Linked DNA regions of Pan troglodytes: region 2 is linked to region 1. Evidence: chromatin contacts called from public Hi-C data. All regions are on one chromosome and are shown on one strand. The core of a region is the stretch at or near the end of the contact, and the rest is flanking DNA. Distances in the headings are between cores, read along the strand shown. Region 1 overlaps CDH3 (cadherin 3). Region 2 overlaps HAS3 (hyaluronan synthase 3).

The links. Hi-C and Micro-C count contacts between places; a contact is called where the count stands out from the background.
Region 2: a Hi-C map of induced pluripotent stem cells shows a contact between it and region 1, with 2.3 times the contacts expected there. The contact joins two enhancer-like sites. A contact is called at or near these places in 2 of 7 Hi-C or Micro-C datasets (induced pluripotent stem cells and stem cell-derived neural progenitor cells).

What each region holds. Positions count from the first base shown.
Region 1 is chr18:66,747,224-66,752,868 of NHGRI_mPanTro3-v2.0_pri, reverse strand. The region is part of intron 15 of CDH3 (cadherin 3); the gene reads right to left. Among named protein-coding and RNA genes, the nearest start is that of CDH1, 28 kb to the left of the region's middle. Within about 2 kb of position 3,663, at least 3 of the 24 cell types and tissues checked have an H3K27ac peak or open chromatin away from gene starts, as enhancers often do. A contact at or near this core is called in induced pluripotent stem cells, where this site is marked.
Region 2 is chr18:67,152,908-67,159,146 of NHGRI_mPanTro3-v2.0_pri, reverse strand. HAS3 (hyaluronan synthase 3) reads right to left here. Exons shown (of 4, transcript XM_001168498.7): 3 at 4,044-4,145; 4 at 1-3,243. The coding sequence ends at 2,320. Among named protein-coding and RNA genes, the nearest start is that of HAS3, 8.8 kb to the right of the region's middle. Within about 2 kb of position 4,741, at least 2 of the 24 cell types and tissues checked have an H3K27ac peak or open chromatin away from gene starts, as enhancers often do. A contact at or near this core is called in induced pluripotent stem cells, where this site is marked.

The sequences.
Region 1 (5,645 bases), core at 2,414-4,913:
TCCCTCTATCTCTCTCTGCTGGAGTTTCACTTTTGTTGCCCAGGCTGGAGTGCAATGGCGCAACCCAGCTCACGGCAACCTCCGCCTCCTGGGTTCAAGCGATTCTCCTGCCTCAGCCTCCCGAGTAGCTGGGATTACAGGCATGCGTCACCATGCCCGGCTAGTTTTGTATTTTTAGTAGAGACAGGGTTTCTCCATGTTGGTCAGGCTGGTCTCAAACTCCCGACCTCAGTGGATCCGTCCACCTTGGCCTCCCAAAGTGCTGGGATTACAAGCATGAGCCACCTCGCCTTCTCTCCTCTCCTCCCCTCCCCTCCCCTCCCCTTTCCTCCCGTCCCCTCCCCCCTCCTTCCCCTCCCCTCCCCTCTCCTCCCTTCTCTCCTTCCCTCTCTCCTTTCTTCCTTTCTTTTCTTCTTTCTCTCTCTCTCTCCCTTTTTCTCTTTCTCTCCTTTCTTTCTTCTGAGACAGAATCTCGCTCTGTCGCCCAGGCTGGAGTGCAGTCACTCGATCTCGGCTCACTGCAACCTCTGCCTCCTGGGTTCAAACGATTACTCCCGCCCCGGCCTCCTGAGTAGCTGGAATTACAGGCGCCCGCCACCACACTCGGCTAATTTTTGTATTTTTAGTAGAGACGGGGTTTTGCCATGTTGGCCAGGCTGGTCTCAAGCGATCCGCCCACTTCGGCCTTCCAAAGTGCTGGGATTACAGGCGTGAGCCACCGCGCCCAGCCGGAGTTTTTCAACCTAAGCGCTATTGACTTTTCAGAGGGAGGATCATGTGCTGTGGGGGCTGTCCTGTGCATTGTAGGGGGTTCAGCAACATCTCTGGCCTCTACCCATTAGATGCCAGTAGCACCCCCACTCCAGTGGTAACAACCACAAATGACTCCAGACATTGCCAAATATCCCCTGAGATGGCATAACTACCCCTGGTTGAGAACCACTCGGTTAGGGTGACCAGCTGGGATGGCGAGGCATCCTCAGACTAGCAAATGGGAAGCCAGGGCAGCCCTTAGTCCTAACAGGGCAAGTGCAGAAACTGCCTTTCAGACCCCAGGGAGTGTTGGAGCCATGGAAGAGGGTCCACATGACAGGAGCTGTGGCCATAGAGGGTGCAGAGCGCAGCCAGTGCCAAACCCAGCCCGGCAGGGAGGGAGCAGGCGGAGTGATACTGCCACTTCCCCTCCTTCCCGCCCCATCTCCTGTGGGTTCCTTCCCCCAATGTAACCAACCTAATCCAGAACACAGGGCAGCTAGGGCTGCCTCCTGGGTGCAGAGCAGCGGGAAGAAGGGAAGAGAGTGGATCTGGGGGAAACGGGGAATTAACCAGCGCAGAGGCCATTGTGGTCATCCCAGTTGAGGTGCTGGTGGCTGGGACAAAGGTGGTGGTGGAGAATGGACAGAAGTGGTTGAATTCCAGGATATCTGGGAGGACTCCATGGATGATCAGCATGGGCAGTCAATAAAAGGAAGGAGTTGAGGACAAGGTGTTTAGGTTTCTGGTTTGGGCAGCTGGGCTGATGATGGTGCCGTCTTTAGAAATGAAGGAGACAGAAAAAAGAGGCCAGGCGCGGTGGCTCACGCCTGTAATCCCAGCACTTTGCAAGGCCGAGGTGGGTGGGTCGCTTGAAACCAGCCTAGCCAACATGGCGAAACCTTGTTTCCACTAAAAATACAAAAATTAGCTGGGCGTGGTGGAGGGCGCCTACAATCCCAGCACCTTGGGAGGCTTAGGTAGTAGAATCGCTTGAACCTGGGAGGCAGAGGTTGCAGTGAGCCGAGATTGTGCCACTGTACTCCAGCCTGGGTGACGGAGGGAGACCCTGCAACCCTGCTCACCCCACTGTAGACTGCACCTCCATGAACCCTTCTCCGGTCACCTTTTGAGCTTGCCTCTCTTGCTTGCCAGCACTCTAATTGACAAAAGTGCTTCTGCGCCGGGTGCAGGGGCTCGTGCCTGTAATCCCAACACTTTGGGAGGCCCAGGAGGGAGGATGGCTTGAAGCCAGATAGAGACCAGCCTGGACAACACAGTGAGACCCCGTCCCTACCAAAAACAAAAAATTAGCTGGGGGTGGTGGTACACACTTGTAGTCCCAGCTATTCAGCAGGCTGAGGTGGGAGGATTGCTTGAATCCAGGAGGTCAAGGCTGCAGTGAACTGTGATTATACCACTGCACTCAGCCTAGTAGATGGAGTGAGACCTTGTCCCAGAAAAACAACAAATAGGCTGGGTGCAGTGGCTCACACCTGTAATCCCAGCACTTTGGGAGGCTGAGGTGGGCAGATCACCTGAGTTCAGGAGTTTGAGACCAGTCTGGTCAACATAGTGAAACCCAGTACCTAATTAAAAAATACAAAAATCAGCCAGCATGGTAGCTCACACCTGTAATCCCAGCACTTTGGGAGGCCGAGGTGGGTGGATCACCTGAGGTCAGGAGATTGAGATCAGCCTAACCAACATGGTGAAACCCCGTCTCTACTAAAATACAAAAATTAGCCAGGTGTGGTGGCGGGCGCCTGTAATCCCAGCTACTCAGGAGGCTGAGGCAGGAGAATCTCTTGAACCCGGGAGGTGGAGGTTTCAGTGAGCTGAGATCATGCCGCTGTACTCCAGCCTGGGCGACAGAGCGAGACTCGGTCTCAAAAAAAAAAAAAAAAGAAAGAAAGAAAGAAAAGATAAAGCATTGGGGGGTGCAGGGCTGCAATTCTAAGGAGGATGCAGTCCCCTTCAGGGCTGGCATCTCTGACAGGCTGACATGTGGGTGATGCCTGAAGGACGTGAGGGAGCCGAGAGAAATCTAGGGGAATGGCATGCCAGGCAGAGGGCACAGCAAGTGCAGAGGCTCTGAGGAAACGTGGTTTGATTTGGAGTGAAACTTCAGCGTTTTGCCTGGCACATGGTAACTGCTTAATTTGTTCAAGTCCTACTAATTATCTTTTTTTTTTTTTGAGATGGAATTTTGCTCGTCACCCAGGCTGGAGTGCAGTGGTGGGATCTCGACTTGCTGCAACCTCCACCTCCCAGGTTCAAGGATTCTCCTGCTTCAGCCTCCGGAGTAGCTAGGGTTACAGGCGCCCTCTACCATGCCCCACTACCTTTTGTATTTTTAGTAGAGATGGGTTTTCACCTTGTTGGCCAGGCTGGTTTTGAACTCCTGGCCTCAAGTGACCGGCCCGCCTCGGCCTCCCAAACTGCTGAGATTACAGTCTTGAGCCACTGCGCCCAGTCTATCATTCTTGTAATTAGTGGGCATCGTCTTCCTGGAGTGCCTGGGTCGTCAGGTTCCTGGAGGACACACAGAGGCCTCAGCGCTCTGCCCTGTCAGCTATGGGCTGGCCGTGGTTTACCGGATGGACAACAGTGGGGACAGAAGTTGGAACGGAGCCCAGGCATTCCTGACCCGCCCCGCCCCTCTCAGATTCCTCCCCGGCCCGCCACACCCCTGCCGCTTGCTGGGCAGTGGGTACAGGGAATGCAGGGGTGGCTCCCCACCCCACCTCTAACTTGGAGAGGGCCTAATACCAAGCGAGGACAAGGCTGGCAGTGACCACCTGGCGATCCCCAACTGCACTGCAGGCTCAGCGCTAAACACTGAGTGCTTTTCCACCATCGCCTCCTAGGGGTCTCCTTTCAGCCCACTGAGAGGCCAGGCTGGTGAGTCACTCCCACATCTGCAGCCTTTAGGGGCTGCTGTCTTAGCCACCGCCCTACCAGACTACAGGGCACTCTCAGACAGGCTCCCCAGTTCCCCGAGAGAGGAATCTCCTAGCTCCCGCCTGCCAGCTCTGCAGCTGCCCACAGGCCCCGACAGGCCCTGCTGCATCCTCAGGGACTGAGGATAGAGCAGAGGAGGAACCAGGTTCTGCCAGCCCCGGGATGGAGCTGAGTCAGGCCTTTTTCAGGGCTCCTGGGACTGGGCCTTGCCCTGAACTCAGCCTCCAGCCCAGGCGTGAAGGAGGACACCCAGGACTGGGCGCCTGGGCCCCTGGCTCCTTACCTGTCCAACCTCATCTCTGCACACACTCTCGACCCATCTCGACCCGTTCCTCTGCTCCAGCCACACTGGCCTCCCTGCTAAACCCTGCTGACCCTGCTAAACCCTTAGCCCTTGCCATTCCTTTTATGTAGACAGGACACTACATACTTGCTCCCTGATAGCCTCCAGTCTTTGCCCAAATGCCACCTTCCCAGCAGTGCCTTCCCTGGCTCCTAGAACTGAGCCCTACCCCCAGGCCCTTCCTCCCTAGGCCCCATCCCAGCTCCATTTTCCTCCATGCTTCACCTTTTACTAGACCACGTATTTTACTGATTTGTCTTGTTTATGGTCTGTTTCTCATTGAAAACTCCCTTAGACTGGGCAGCAAGGGCCTCTACCCTGCCCTTCTGCCCCTCCTCATAGAGCTAAGGAAATGTGACTACTGGCCAGGCACAGTGGCTCATGCCTGTAATCCCAGAACTTTGTGAGGCTGAGGCAGGCGGATCATTTGAGGTCAAGAGTTCGAGACCAGCCTGACCAACACGGCGAAATCCTATCTCTACCAAAAAATACAAAGATTAGCTGGGTGTGGTGTTGTGCACCTGTAGTCCCAGCTACTCAGGAGGCTGAGGCACGAGAATCGCTTGAACCTGGGAGGCGGAGATTGCTGTGAGCCAAGATCACACCACTGCACTCCAGCCTAGGCAACAGAGTGAGACTCTGTCGCAAAAAAAAAAAAAAAAAAAAAGGAAATGTGACTACTAGAACCAGCATCTTTGTCCCTCAGGCCTTCCCCAGTTCTGTCCCCAGGCAGCCAGCACAGCCCAGGTGTGTACTCCAAGGCCCATGGGGTGGTCAATGGAAGGCTGTGTTGGGGGACAGTGGAGGGAGCTGGGACACATGGGTTGGGGTGCCACACAAGGAGCCTGGTGGTGCTGGATGGTGCTTGGGCTGGGTAGAGCAGGGCACTGGCCGCTGCTCCTGGGCTGGGACTCACCCTCCCCACAGAGCCACACTCTAGCCCAGTATTCTAGGTGTCTGTGAATTCAGATTTAAATCTGGCTCTCCCAATCACTGTGAGGATACACCTGTCCAAGTAGAAAGATAGAGTATCTTTTACTTAGGAGTTTGTGATGTTGATCTTGACACATTTGGTATGTGGGCCCTACACACATATTTACCTGCAGCCCCCATGTTAGTGCTGGGGTCTTTTTTTTTTTGAGACGGAGTCTTGCTCTGTTGCCCAGGCTGGAGTGCAGAGGCACGATCTCGGCTCACTGCAAGCTCTGCCTCCCAGGTTCACGCCATTCTCCTGCCTCAGCCTCCCGAGTAGCTGGGACTACAGGCACGTGCCACCACGCCGCGCTAATGTTTTGTGTTTTTAGTAGAGACGGTGTTTCACCATGTTGGCCAGAATGGTCTCGATCTCTTGACCTCGTGATCCACCTGCCTCGGCCTCCCAAAGTGCTGGGATTACAGGCGTGAGCCATCGTGCCCGGCTCGCTGGGCTTTTTTACTGTTTTCTGCATTGCTATAACCCTAGCACCAAGAACAGTGTCTTGAGGCTGGGCACGGTGGCTCACGCCTGTAATCCCAGCAGTTTGGGAGGCCGAGGCAGGTGGATCACCTGAGGTCAGGAATTCAAGACCAACCTGGCCAACATAGT
Region 2 (6,239 bases), core at 3,492-5,991, 410 kb before region 1:
AAAAAAAAAAAGCAGGTAAAAATAAATATGTTTACAAATTATTGTAGAAACAATACAAAAGAGGATTTGAATTCTCAATGAGGAAAAACCAAAATGCGTCCAATTGTATAAAGGCTCTTCCCTTGCAAGAAACGGGGATAAAGCTGAAGACCCAGTTTGGTTTTGCTGCTGAAAAATGTACAAAATAACTTAGAAAAACCAGTCGAGGTCAAACGTTGTGAGCCCACTACCTGTACCTGCCTGTTTTTGATTTGAGGAAAGTTGACCACAGTGCAAGGCAGAGCTGATGGTAGGACAGCCAGGAGAGCCTGTCATCCTACATTAATCTTCAAGTAAATGCTGAAGAAAAACAAGCCCTTAGCGAAGTCTGAACTCTGCACTTGGCTGACCGGATTTCCTCCATTCTAATGCTCAAAATAGTTTAACTTCTTGGCCAGCAGAACGATTGCCTGGATCAGCTGCCTTAGCAAATGCCTGCTGCCTTCCAGCCTTCATGGGTTGGGTCTGATGTCAACCAGCAGTCTTACCAGAAACTCGAGGTCTGTGTGATGTGAGCAACTGTTAGCTACACCTGGAAAACCCTTGAGTTCGTGGGAGATGAAGGAAAGCACCAGGGTTTGCCCATCTGTGGCTCAGAGCACACCTTGTGTCTTTGTAGGAAGCACTTGGTACACTAGAGGCTTGCCCTCTTGTCTGCTGTCCACCTTAGTGCTGGTTCTGCACGGGTTAGCTGGCCCCTCTGAGAAAGGACATTTGGAGGGCAAGCAAGCAACCCTTAAGTCAAAGGCTTAGTCAGGATCCCAGGTTTTAAACTCAAAACGCTGAGAACAGCCTGGATTGCAAGTCACTGGAAAATGGCTTCCCCTCATTCCCCAAAAGCAGCAGAGGGAAAACAGCCAAAAACAGCCTTAGGAGGCATGAGAGAGAAAGCAAGAACCTTAGGATGTAGGAACCAGTTTCATCTCCTAGTTTGGTTTCTGGAAAGAAGCAGGCAAATGCAGTGACTGTCACAACTTGGCTGTAAGAATTCCCTGGAGAAGCCACTGAGGAGAATGGATGGTCTCAAAGATAACCATTTTGGATTTGAGAGTTCACTTTGGGAACACTGAAAAGCTTTCCATTGGAGATGATTGTCAAGAACAGTAGCCTGAAAGTCACACATGCTAACCCGGCTGCCAAGGAATCCGTCCAAGCAGCTCCAAGATTGTAGCCAATTTGATCAGAGGCTCCTCATAGTTCCCATATGTGCTGAGAACACGCTTGCCTCCTGCTGAAGCTTCTATAAGAGCCGGGGCTCCGCCCCAATTGCCACCTTGAAAACCTTACCCATGATGATGAGGGTAGAAGAGGTGACTGCAGTGATACCTCCAAAAATGTGGCTTTGAAGAAAGTGAAGTGAGGAGTGTGTCTTAGCCTCAGATCAGAGCTGAATTTGAGAGGAATTCAAGAGTATACAGGTTAAAATACCCAAGACTTCACTTCTTTTCTGAACATGTTGGGGCTTAATCTTTTTATCTCCCCAGCAGAGATCACAGACAAGCTAAGAACCCATCTAGACGTCTGAGCAGTTTCCAGGTGGAACACCCAAGGCCTCTGTGTAGCTTATGGCCTCCTTTAGCACCACCACAATCTCTTTGTTCCTCCTGGCAAACTTTCCTTTTTAATGTGCACTTTTAAAAGCAGTTCAGTGCTAACTCCCTGCTGGTTTGGCTCATCCCTGGAATGTTGATGTGGAGTGGGGTATCTCACATAAAGCACCATTCCTGGACCCTGTTTTCTGATGCCCAAAGATCAGGCTTCTGGGCCTTGTATCTCAGGCGCAATCTTATTGCATTGATGACTACTTAGGGGTGGGGTGGGGGTGACATACACTAACCGGCCCAGCTCGCTCAGTAGAAATTCTCCTGCCTCCTCTGGTTGTGTTCAGATGGGCTGGGAGAACCTCCTTCCGCAGGTTGCCGTCACTCAGGTACCTATCACAAGTTGCCACTGAATGGGACTTAACTTGGTTTAGCACAACTTCTGAGTGCCCTCTGGAGCCCAGGAGGAGGCTACTGCCTATGTGCAGATGCAAGCAGACAGGCAGTCTGAAAACACAGAATCCCCTGCAGCCCTGCATCTGGGGGATCAGTGTTGCCTCCTCTAAACAGAGCTGTCAGGCCATACTACATCACCGTTCTTTGCATTTTAGATTTGTCCTTTGGACCATTAAGAGACTAAAACACAGCACTCCCTCCTCCCTCCCACCCCGTCTTTTCTCTTCCATTCCCCTTCCCTCCCTTACCCATTGCACTTTACCCGCTCTGCTTGGGGGCCATGTCACACCTCAGCAAAAGCCAAGCTGTACTGCTCCGGCTTCTTCCCACATCGCCGGGCGATGATGGCCAGATACAGCATGAGGAGGGCCACCCAGTAGCAGCCATACAGTATAGCCCCAGAGACAAGGAAGGCTAGCTCTGTCTCACTGAACAGGTCCTGGCAATAAGCTGTGTAGGCCAGCCCTCCCAGGAGAACTGCCACCCAGATGGACACAGGAATGAGGCCAATGAAGTTCACCACAATGGTTTTTCGGCCAGAGGTGCCCCAGCCAGATTTGTTGATGGTAGCAATGGCAAAGATCTTGGCCGGCAGAAGGCTGGACATATAGAGGAGGGAGTAGAGGGACATGAAGATCATCTCTGCATTGCCCCGAAGGAAGCAGGCATAGGTGGCCTTGATAATGCCCACCAGCTGCACCGTCAGCAGGAAGAGGAGAATGTTCCAGATGCGGCCCCGGTAGAAAAGCTGTATAACCGTGGCAATGAGGAAGAAGGGGAAGAAACCCGTGACCACTGACTCGTAGGTCATCCAGAGGTGGTGCTTATGGAACCACAGAGAGTTGTAGAGCCACTCCCGGAAGTAAGACTTGCTCCAGCGGGTTTGCTGGTTGAGCCACCGGAGGTACTTAGTGGGGGTCTCTGTGAGGCACTTGGAGCGCGCGGTATACTTAGTTCGGTAGCCAAGGCTCAGGACTCGGTTGGTGAGGTGCCGGTCATCCCCGAAGCTGCACTTGCTGCCTAGGAACTTCTGATGGTACCAGTCCTCCAGGAACTGCTGGAGGAGGCTGTTGCGGTACATGCCCAAGGGCCCACTAATACACTGCACACAGCCAAAGTAGGACTGGCAGGCCCGCTCCACGTTGAAGGCCATCCAGTACCGCACGCTGCTCAGGAAGGAAATCCATGAGTCGTACTTGTTGAGGATCTGCAAGGGAATAGAGATGCTGGGCCTCCTAAGGTTGCACGTCGGGAGGACAGACATCAGAGACCACGAGGCCTCCTTACCATGGCTTCTGTGGCCCGCTGCTTAGATTCCTGGCCATCGGTTCCTTTGGAGCTGGGAAACCTGAGGCTCAGAGGAGCCAACCACACACAATCCCTGTCCCCAGCACCAGCTCTACCTCCCTACTGTGTCATCTTATCTGCAGAGATTTTCCCCACTAAGTGGCTCTAGCAGTCAAAGCCACCTTCGGTCTCAGGAGGCAGCCTGTGGTGGTGGCAGAGAAGGGGGCTTGGGAAGAATGCAAAACACCACCACAACCACCTGTCCTGAGATTTCTGTGGTTGGAAAGTTGTAGGGGACCTGGGATGCTGCTTCAGTATCTCTGGCAGATTGGGGCCCTTATTCTTACCGTACTGACCAGAGCTCTTCAGCCCATCTCCTAAGAGCAAGGGCTGCTCAAGGATCTGACTTTGGAGCTACTTGCTGTACCACCGGCCAAAAAGGAAGTACCTTCTAGGATGTATGGCCTCAAAATACTGTGCCCCTCCTGCAGTATAGACTCTGCTCCATACCTGTTTAAGTGACTTCCCCTCATGTGGAAGAAGAGCAAGAAAGGGGTTGGGCAGTGAGGGGGGCGAGCTCTTTGGTGTCAGTGAAAACTGCCAGCGAGGAACCTCCCCCCAATACTAGGAAGTCAAGACACCCATTTCCCAGGCATATCCAATTGGATTAGGAAAAAGAGTCCAGAGCCCTCCCCACAGATATCCCTGGTCTCATCTTACCTGGACATCTCCCCCGACTCCCCCTACTTGGGGATCCTCCTCCAGGACTCGAAGCATCTCGATGGTGCAGGCTGGATCCAGCACAGTGTCAGAGTCACACACCTGCAGAGGGAGTGCGTCGTCAGCCCATTCTGACCTCAGACCTGCACACCCTGTCCCCCACCCCACTGCCAGGCTGCTCACTGCCTGAGAGACATGACCCCTTCACACATGACTCACTTCCAGCCTCTAGCTAAGAGATCTGCGCTACCAGAAGGTGCCAGAGGTAAAATGAAAGTTAGTAAAAGTGTTCAGCTACCAGACTTGACAGCCACTAGGCTGAGAGGGAGAAACCCTGAAGACAGTAGGTGCCAGGCGTGGAGAGAGACATGCTTAGCACTGGACGCAAAAAATTGCTCTGGGGTCCTTCGGCAGAAGGGAAACGTCACTGAAATAGATGGCAGGCACAGTAGGGTAGCCCAGGACTAACAGGCTGCATATGGCCTTAAGTGACCCCACAGAATTAACCACAGGGGTCCCCGTGTCAGCCTCTGACCCCTTGGACAACCTGCAGCCCACTGGTGGTTACCAGACTACCTACTTGCAGGCACCTCTATGAGACCAGTAATAAGGCTGCTGGCCTCTGCACCCTCAACAGACTCCCTTGGCCGAGCCTCTCGGACCAGGGCACGGTATGGCTGAGGGCTCCCCCTGGAGGCTGCTCTGAATAGGCATGGAAGCTGCAGCAGCTGCCTCCAGGCAGACCCCAGGGCCAACTCTGCCCAGCTCTTGGGAGGCTTATGGCCTGATTCTAACAGGTGGTCTCATTATGAGTTGAACCCAGGCCACTAGTTGCCCTAGTGGCTGACTCCTTTTCTGGTTTCTAAAAAATTAGTGAAGTGGTACAAAAATCCAGTAAGCATTGGCCAGGAGAACTGGTTTACAGACCTGATTTACTCTGTGGTCACTGTTAGGAGAGCAACAAAGAGATCCACAGATAAACCAAAACCCTGTTCTGTAGAAGCCTAAGATCCTTGTATTAAAGTTGCTGAGTAAGATTCCTGCAGGAAAGGAGGCTGCCTCTGACACCACAACCCCACCCAGCTTTCTCTATGTTGGAAGACAGGGTGGCCACAGATAAGCAGTAGAAGGCTAAGGGGGAATCAGAACAGCATCAGCACCAGGCTGAGTCCCTCATATGTGCTTCTTCCCACCTCCCCACCAGGCATATCCTTACATCCTGGTCCATGCCTGGGAAGGGCCCAGGAAGCCTCAGGCCAGACTAGCAGAGCCTCCTCCACTTACAGGCCAAGACTCCCAGCACTGCTGCTGTTCTGCTGGTCTCACTGCTCCTCCCTGCCCCTGCCCTAGCCCATTCTTTATATGCTGCTTTGCTTCCTTCAGTCCAGGGATGTCTTTCTAACTGAGCAAGGTTAAGGGAAGAAGAGCTCTCGTGCTGCCTGGGTTTCCCCACTGGCTCGGGCACAGTTCTGCCTAGGAGGGAGAGATAACTCCGCAGCAGGCGGTTAGAAGACAGGCTGAGATCCAGCAAGCACTCACTGGCTCTGGCCCAGGGCAACCTTATGCAGTGATCCCAGGGCTGTAAAGAGACAGCTCAGGTGTGTGAGCCTGTTTGCTGATCCACCAGAACCCAGATGGCCAGGAAAGGGAGATGGCAGGGTGGGGTGGGGGTGAGATCCTATGCTTGAAGGGAATAGATGACAAAGTCACTGTGGCTTGAGCCTGTGCCAGGGCTCAAGGGCTTTTCCCTAAGCATTTGGGTCCCCAGGAAAGTTTCACAAGGTCCCACGACCCCAAGTGAACTGCAGTCAAACAGCCTGCTAAGCTCTCCTCACTCCCTCCATGACTGAGGAGGTCCTGGGCCTAGGAAGCCAGAAAAAGATAAACATATCAACCCTCATGCAGAGACAACTGTCAAAAAAGCCAGACACGCAATCTGAGTGAGCTAATTTTAGGTGGGTACACCAGAGAAAACTTAAATCGTATTAGGGGACTCAAAATGCTGTCAGCAGACTGAGTTGGTACACAGGTGGGCTGGCAGGACAGCCACTGCACCTTCAAGCACTGATCAAGTGATGGGCAGCACCCTGCTCTGGCAGGCGTGGAGGTCAGAGAACAGAGTCAGGAAGAGAGGCAGCATGGATGCCATCAAGAATCCTGGCCTAGGCCAGGTGCGGTGGCTCACGCCTGTAATCC